Regions from separate parts of the Canis lupus genome. Here region 2 is linked to region 1. The links are chromatin contacts, called in public Hi-C maps. All regions are on one chromosome and are shown on one strand. The core of a region is the stretch at or near the end of the contact, and the rest is flanking DNA. Distances in the headings are between cores, read along the strand shown.

What was found. A called contact is a pair of places that touch in the nucleus more often than the background predicts.
Region 2: a Hi-C map of skin fibroblasts shows a contact between it and region 1, with 3 times the contacts expected there. The contact joins the promoter of ARHGAP20 here to the promoter of C5H11orf53 in region 1. A contact is called at or near these places in 2 of 9 Hi-C or Micro-C datasets (liver and skin fibroblasts).

What each region holds. Positions count from the first base shown.
Region 1 is chr5:21,819,905-21,823,607 of UU_Cfam_GSD_1.0, reverse strand. It overlaps C5H11orf53, which reads left to right and starts at 1,797. Exons shown (of 6, transcript XM_038535515.1): 1 at 1,797-1,919; 2 at 2,546-2,679. The coding sequence starts at 2,670.
Region 2 is chr5:22,261,185-22,264,840 of UU_Cfam_GSD_1.0, reverse strand. ARHGAP20 (rho GTPase-activating protein 20) reads right to left here and starts at 1,945. Exons shown (of 15, transcript XM_038538797.1): 1 at 1,749-1,945. The coding sequence starts at 1,853.

The DNA of each region.
Region 1 (3,703 bases), core at 548-3,047:
GCAGGGGCCTCACTTAAAATGCAGATTGGCTGCATTGGATCATCAGATATTCCAATTCAGCAAATCTAGGATAGATTATATTTCCTAAGTACTACAGGTGATGCCGAGGCAGGGGGTGCAGGACCACTGGGATAGAGACTTTGTGGAGGGAAGAAATCATGGACACAATGAAAGGTATGACAGGCCCTAAGATCGAACACTGTGCTAAGAAAGATTGGACTCTATCAGCAATGTGTGTTATATCTGTGTTCTAAAATGGTTCCATTCTACCTAAAAAGTTTAAAATCTTCCAGTGCAATGTTGAGAAGAATCAACATGTTTGGGGAATTAATTGCAGAGATAGTAAAGTTCACTTAATAATGTTTATTTTATTTTAACATAGAGCTATTTGGTTAGCAGAGTAAGAAAGAATTGGGATGACCCCCGCTTGGAAAAGAATACAAATCACGGGGGCTATATGATCAGTATGGCTGTGGCTCTTCCTCTTCTCATTCACTTAAAGGAGAAAAGGAAACAGATGCTAGAAACTAGGAAATTAAGCCAAATTTTGTCTTTTTTATTTTCTTTTAGAAATGTGAAGGACATAAGAGGTGAATTCTCTCCATAATAGAAGCGCAAACACAATGTTTTCAAATTTGTTAGAACATTCTAGAAACTCATTTATACTGTAGATGTTCTTGCATAGGATCAGGTGTCAAACCATGTGGTCTCAGAACCCTTTTACTCTCTTGTAAATTATGGAGGACACCAAAGAGCTTTTTAAAATATGACTTCTATCCACGTATAAATATTTTATATTGAAAATCAAAACTAAGGATTAAGAAAATATATTTACTATTCATTTAAAATAACAACAATGAACCATTACATGTTGATGTAAATAACATTTTAATTAAAAATAACTATGCTTCCCAAATAAAGTTATTGAGAAGAGTGGCACTGTTTTACAATTTTGCAAATCTCTCCTGAATGTCTGTCTTCATAGAAAACAACTAGATGCTCCCATATCTGCCATGATCTCCCATTCATATATCATGTGACACGGCCCTAGAAAACTCTTCTGTACTTTCACGAGAGAATGAGAGAGTTAAAGGGAAAAAAAGTTAATAGTTAATGAAATTGGTTTAGACTTTGCAGACCTTCTAAGTCCGTGTCGGGGACCTCTGGGGACCTCCAGGAAACCTCCAGATTCCACTGATCTGAAATGAGGTGAAGGCCTCTGAGACAGAGCCAGGTTGAAGGACTACCAGATGATACCTACCTACTTCAAGCCCTGAAATTCCAAGTCTCAGACCAATCCAGACTAAACTAACTCTGTGCAGGACTAGGAAATGGAACCAAAATTAGGTTAAGCAGCAATCATGGGTCCTTGAAGATTAATAAGGAAAATGTCAGAAATTACCAAAAATTTGGTTGTTTGGGGTTTGTTTGGGGGTTTTTTGGCTTGTTTTGTTTTTGGTTTTGGTTCTAGAGGAGTTCATGACACCGAATATTCCTCAAAAAGACCACTCTCAAAAAAATTATTGTTTTATTTTTTTTATTATTTTTTAAAGGGAGGAGGGGTGGAGGGAGAGGAAAAAGGAGAATTTTTTAAATTTAATTACGTACAGCATATTATTAGTTTCAGAGGTATAATTTGATGATTCATCAGTTACATATAACACCCAGTGCTCATTCCATCACATAGTTACCCCATCCCGCCACCCACCTCCCCTCCAGTGACCCTGTTTGTTTCCTAGAGTTAAGAGTCTCTTATGGTTTGCTTCCCTCTCTGATTTCATCTTAGGAGAGGGAGAATCTGAAGTAGGCTCCCCGCCCAGCATGAAACCGGACATTGGGCTTGATCTCACGAGGAGATCATGACCTGAGCTGAAACCAAGAGTCCAACACTCAACTGACTGAGACACCCAGGTGCCCCAGTAAGTTTGTTTTAAAATATAGCTCTCTGGGCCCTATTTGAGAAGCTTCTGAATTAGAATTGGATGTGGCTGGGCATGGGTATTTTTATTAGGTCCACCACTAATTCTGAGGTACTGTCAGATTTAGGAGCTTCTGGTTTGGATCATATATTTATGTTCTATATGTAATAAGGCTGTCCAATTGTATTAAAATGTATTCATTTTGTATTAATTTTGATTTTTTTCTGCCTAGAATTCTATCTATATCTGAAAGATGCGTAGCTTTTAAAAATTATATACTCACAATCTACATATTACAGACATAAAACCTATATTTCCTACTGAGACAGAGAAGCTTTTTCATATGCACTATTTTTTAAAACCTGACTCTAAATGAAAGAAATAGAAAATGGCACTACTATTCACAAAACAAATAATGGATTCCTTGTTTCCATAATAAACTTTTAAGAGAGTCTGTTCCTAATGGAAACTCATTGTTACTAAATAAAAATCTTCTTGGGGAGGAAAATAGTACCTTATATACAATCTACATTGGGGATGCAAATTGTAGAGAAACAGACACCAGAGGATTTGCATTTAATCAAATCTAAAGCAAGTCATTTCAGAAGCATCACTACCATGTACAGGAGCCTTTCCCATCAGGATCAGGCTGACCTTGCCAGAGTCTGGGATCCCGTATCAAGGAGAACACGACATTCACCAGATAGCCTACATTGCCGGTCAGAAGGGAATTCACCAGAACCATCCAGAATGGAAAGTGGTGAGTCAATGTCAATTATTGCAATGCTTTATTTAAAGAAAACCTTAATGTGCTCGCTTCGGCAGCACACATACTAAAAAAAAAAAAAAAAAAAAAAAAAAAACCTTAATAATCCTAATGTTTATTTCTGACATCCCAAAGTCATAATGCAAAGCAACGGACAAGAAGAAATACCCTGAAACTCTGGCTAAAACATGTAAAACTATTTTTAAAAAACCACACAGACAAGAGACCAACAATTTAGAATGCTTGGTGACAGTTTCATAATTTCTAGTCACATTTAATTACTAGTTGTCAGGTTTACTTTTGCTGCCTAGAGGTTAGGCAGGTATTTATTTTGGAAGATCAACTCTACTGAACATTATTTTTATAAAATGGAGACAGGTATTCCAGCTTTCCTTTCCAGTATAGCAAAATGTTGTGTTAAATGAAATAATTTCTGGTAAGCTCTCAGTGGTAAGGAAAGTGTAGGAGGAGAATCCACATCTCTATAGAATTTGAAATATCTTTTACTCATGCATCCTGTTTCAGATTTTTAGTCTAAGGATGAAGGACTTCCCACATGCATATGATAAGGAAGAGCCTAAACTGCCATTTCATGATTTCAAACTGTCTATAGATCTTCCCAATTTGTTCACTCTGAGGATACAGATGTTAGTGTCAGCATAGAGTAAAACCCATCTGTTTGGGAACAAATTTGAGATGAAAAAATAGAATTTTAAGTGTTAATAAATAATGCCAGAGTATTTCAAAAATGCCTTGTAAAGTGCCTTGAAAGAAAAATTAATATTTTTTAAATGTCCCCACTCTTCAAAGTCTGATCTCAAAAAATAAGATGATAGAGTCATCACATAAGAGCCTCTACACACTGCAGCATGAAATTGGTAATTGACCAAAGTGCTGAGTTTTGGATCAGCTGTGAGACTTCGGGTGGGAGGAGGGTAGGCAGGGGGAAGGGGCTGTGGGTGCCTGCAGGGTGGGCGAACCAAACTCCTAATTTGGCCTCACTTAAAAACTTTCCATC
Region 2 (3,656 bases), core at 696-3,195, 440 kb before region 1:
ATAAGGAAGGTTAGCATCTTAAGGACAATGGTTCAAGATGTGAGGCTATCTTTCATTTAATGGACAAGTACTACTTGATAAATGATCAAGCTACTCCAGTGTTCTTTGCCAGGATGTTTCATTTCCCTTAGTAAAGGAAGACAGCTGTCCGGGGATATAAATCTTTGATTATTCCCAATTCCTTAAGTTTACAAGAATTAAAAAAAAAAATGCTTTCAGATCTGTGTCAATTACTTTGAACATTCATTTACCTTCCTGAATGTGGCGCTAGCCTGGTAAATTCTCACACACACACACACACACACACACACACGCACACGCAGGCGCGCGCCACCCTGCATCTCATCTAAGAAGAAGAAAAGCAACAAGGACAAACCACAGCCTCCATACATCAAAGGCTGCCAGCACTTCAGCGCACGGTCACCAAGCTCGCAGGCACTCCCAGGTGGTCCCGCACACACTCGGGCGCTCTCAGCTCTGCTCCACCGACCTCCATCCACCAGGCTCCTGGTGCGCGCAGCCTCGCGGAAGACTGTGGGGTCCCGGCCACCCGAAGGCCGGCACAGCCGCTGGGGGAAACGCGGTGCCTCCGGACATCTCTTAAGGACGGTCATCCCTCTGAGCCCAAGTTGTTTCCAGAGACGCTGGAAGGGCACCCTCAGGGCACAGGGCAAAAAGGGGCCAATACCAGAAGGTGGGGGGGGGGGGGGCGGAGGAAGAGCAGACACGGCCCGAAACGCCCCAGTTCGGTCCGCGGGGAGCGGGGCAGCCGAGGCCGGCGGCTCGGGGCCACGTGCCCTTGCCCAGGGGCCCCTCTCCCCGGCGCCAGCTGCACGGGTGCCCGGGGTGCCCGGGGTGCCCGGGGTGCCCGGGAGCCGCACGCCACAAGTTGCCGCCCGTCCCCGCTCCCGGCGCCCACGGGGCACACGCGCGCCGCCCCACGCCCCGCCGCCTGGGGGGCCTGGGGGACCAGGGGGGCCAGGGGACCCCGCGGGGCGAAGGCCGCCGGGCCGGCCCCGAGCCCCCAGCCCCTCCGCCGCAGCCCACGGGCCCCGCCCCGCCCGCGTCCAGGCCCAACTAAGCCTCCGCGCCCCTGCGGTCTGGACCGTTAGCATCCCAGGCATACCTGCGCGTCCGAGCGCCGCCGCCGAGCCCGGGTCGCCGTGGGGGCGCCGCGCCGGGCGCAGGAAGCACCCCCTCCCCACCACGACCCCCCCCCCCCCGGCCGAGCGTCGGTGTCCAGGTGAGGGGCTGAGCGCCGCAGCCGCCCGCCTACCTTCCTGGCGCGGGGGGCCGCCGCCGCGGGCCCTGACCCCTCGGAGCTGACCTCGTCCGCAGGCGGTGAGCGCCCGGGGGACCCGGGGGCGCCCCCAGGGCACCCGGCGGGGCGGGGAGAGGCGAGGCCCCGGTGGCCGCCCGCGCGCCCCGACCGGAGGAGGAGCCCGGCCGCCGGTCCCGCGGCGGGTGGAAACGGGGAGGGAGGCTGCGGGGGCCGCTCCCGGAGCGGTTACGACTCTAGACGCCAAGGGCCCCGGGGTCTCGGGCTGACTCGGGGCACGGCGGCGCCGGAGGGCGGGGACGGCGGGAACGTCCCGGGACTCACGCAGCGGGCCGCGAGCCTCGAGCGTTAAGTCCCCGCGGCGGCGCGGAGGGAGCGCGGGGGGAGCGCGGGGGCGCGCGGGGGGAGCGCGGGGGGAGCGGGGCGGCGGCGGCGGCGGCGGGCGCGGGGCGCCGCTCCGTGTCCTCACCTTCTTGGTGCCGGGGCCTCCGGCGAGCCGAGACACGCCTGTCAGCGAAGAGGAGCGCCCCGGCTGCCCCCCTAGAGTCTCCTGCTGGGGGGACATCGCTTCCATGAAGAAGACTTTCCCGCAAACCCCAGCCAGGAGGAGGCTACGCGGTCATGGCCGCGGGGCCGCGGCCGGAGGGGCGAGGACGCGCGGGCCCGAGCGGCTGCCGCGCTAGGCAGGGCGCCGGGCTCCGGGCTCCGGGTGCGGGCGGCGCGCCTCCCGTCGGGGCCATGCACCGCCGCTGCGCTCGGCACCGCGGGCTGCAGGCGATTGCGGCGGCGACCGCCCGCCCGCGCCGCAGCCCGCCCCGCCTCGGGCCCGCCCCCTCCGCGCCAGGCGCCCCGCGCGGGGACCCGCCCCCGGCCGCCGTCCTCGGGCCGCGGCGCTCCCAGCGGCTGCCTCGCTCTGCGGCGCACGGGCCGGGCGCGTCCCTGCAGGCACGGGTCTGCGAGGGTCCGGGCGACCGACTGACCTTGCCAGCCCGCGGCGGCTCCCCGGCCCGTGTCACGAACCGGAGCCTCTGAGCGCGGACGCGCGCCCCTCCCGCCCCTCCCGCCGCTCCCGCCGCTCCCTGCCGCCTGCCCACGCGCGCCCGACCCCAGCTCGGCCCGCGCTGCGCCCGCGGGGAACGGCGACGCGGCAGCGCGTGCGGCGGCGCAGTCGAACCGAGGACTTGCGGTGATTTCGGCCTCCCTTCCACCGGGTTGCGGAGGGGTCCCCCCCACCCGAACCCGCACGCCCACCCCCGCCCCCGAGGCCTGGGGCGGGAGCTGCGCGTCGCAGGGTGCCGCGGCTGCGCACATTGGGAAGCCCCCAGCATCGCCTGACCTCTGGAGCAATCCCGAACGTTAGTTAGCCTGTTTGGGGAGCCCTCGTTGGCTTCTGCAGCGGGGCTCTGCAGCCCCAGCACAATTTGCACCAGCGGTTTCCGCTGTCTGCGGCTGCAAGGACCTGGGCATTCCAAACGTCAAAGCGCAATTAAGGAAAATGCAGGCAAGAGAGAGGACTCTGAAATTTGGCTTAGCCATTGAGAAGGCTACAATATGTGGAAGTGTTTATCAGATATCTGCGCCGAGAGCATAACTTCCTGACAGCCCAAATAGTGGCAAATTTTTTTAAGGCCAAAGAATAATCAGAGGGAGGGGTTTTGGAGCCAACCCCGGTCTAGTTGAGCGTTGCTGCACTTTGCAGGACCAGCTGACTGGTGCAGATGATTCGGTAGGTGGCATTCTTCCCTTGGAGTCAGGACTACATAAAGGGCGGATTAGAGATGAAGGACACCACTCCATGATACTATGTTGTATGTTGTAGAAGGGGGTTTGTTTGTTTTTGTTATTTAAAAAAAAAAAAAAGAACTGAGGTTCCTGTGGGATTGGGCAGTTATCAGGACAGGTTGTAGAAGAATAGGGCTCTGGCCGGCTCTGTTCCAAGCAGGAGATGCTATCCAAAACACACACACACACACACACACACACTACAGACATTTGCATACCCCCCCTCCAAACTCCAGCATTGTTTATCGTGGAAGTAACGGGGAGAAAATGTTCCAGCCCATATTAAGCCTTGTCCACATTACATTGTTCAAAGTAGATTTACATAGGCTGTAAAAATCTTGATTTATAAATGTATATACATATATATAAAAATCATTCTGGTGTATGTGTGTATATTTTTATATATGTACACAGGCGCAGTTTTTCAGGAGTGACTCTTTCTGCTGCTTAGACCCATGTGTAGTGACAGGATTTGTACCCACTATAAAGTTTATCATGAAGTTTACACTGCAGATGGCTTTGCAGTTCTTTCATTCCTTGTCGAAATCCTACCATTATGCCTCCTATCATTAATGGACAATCCCAGTTTTCCTTA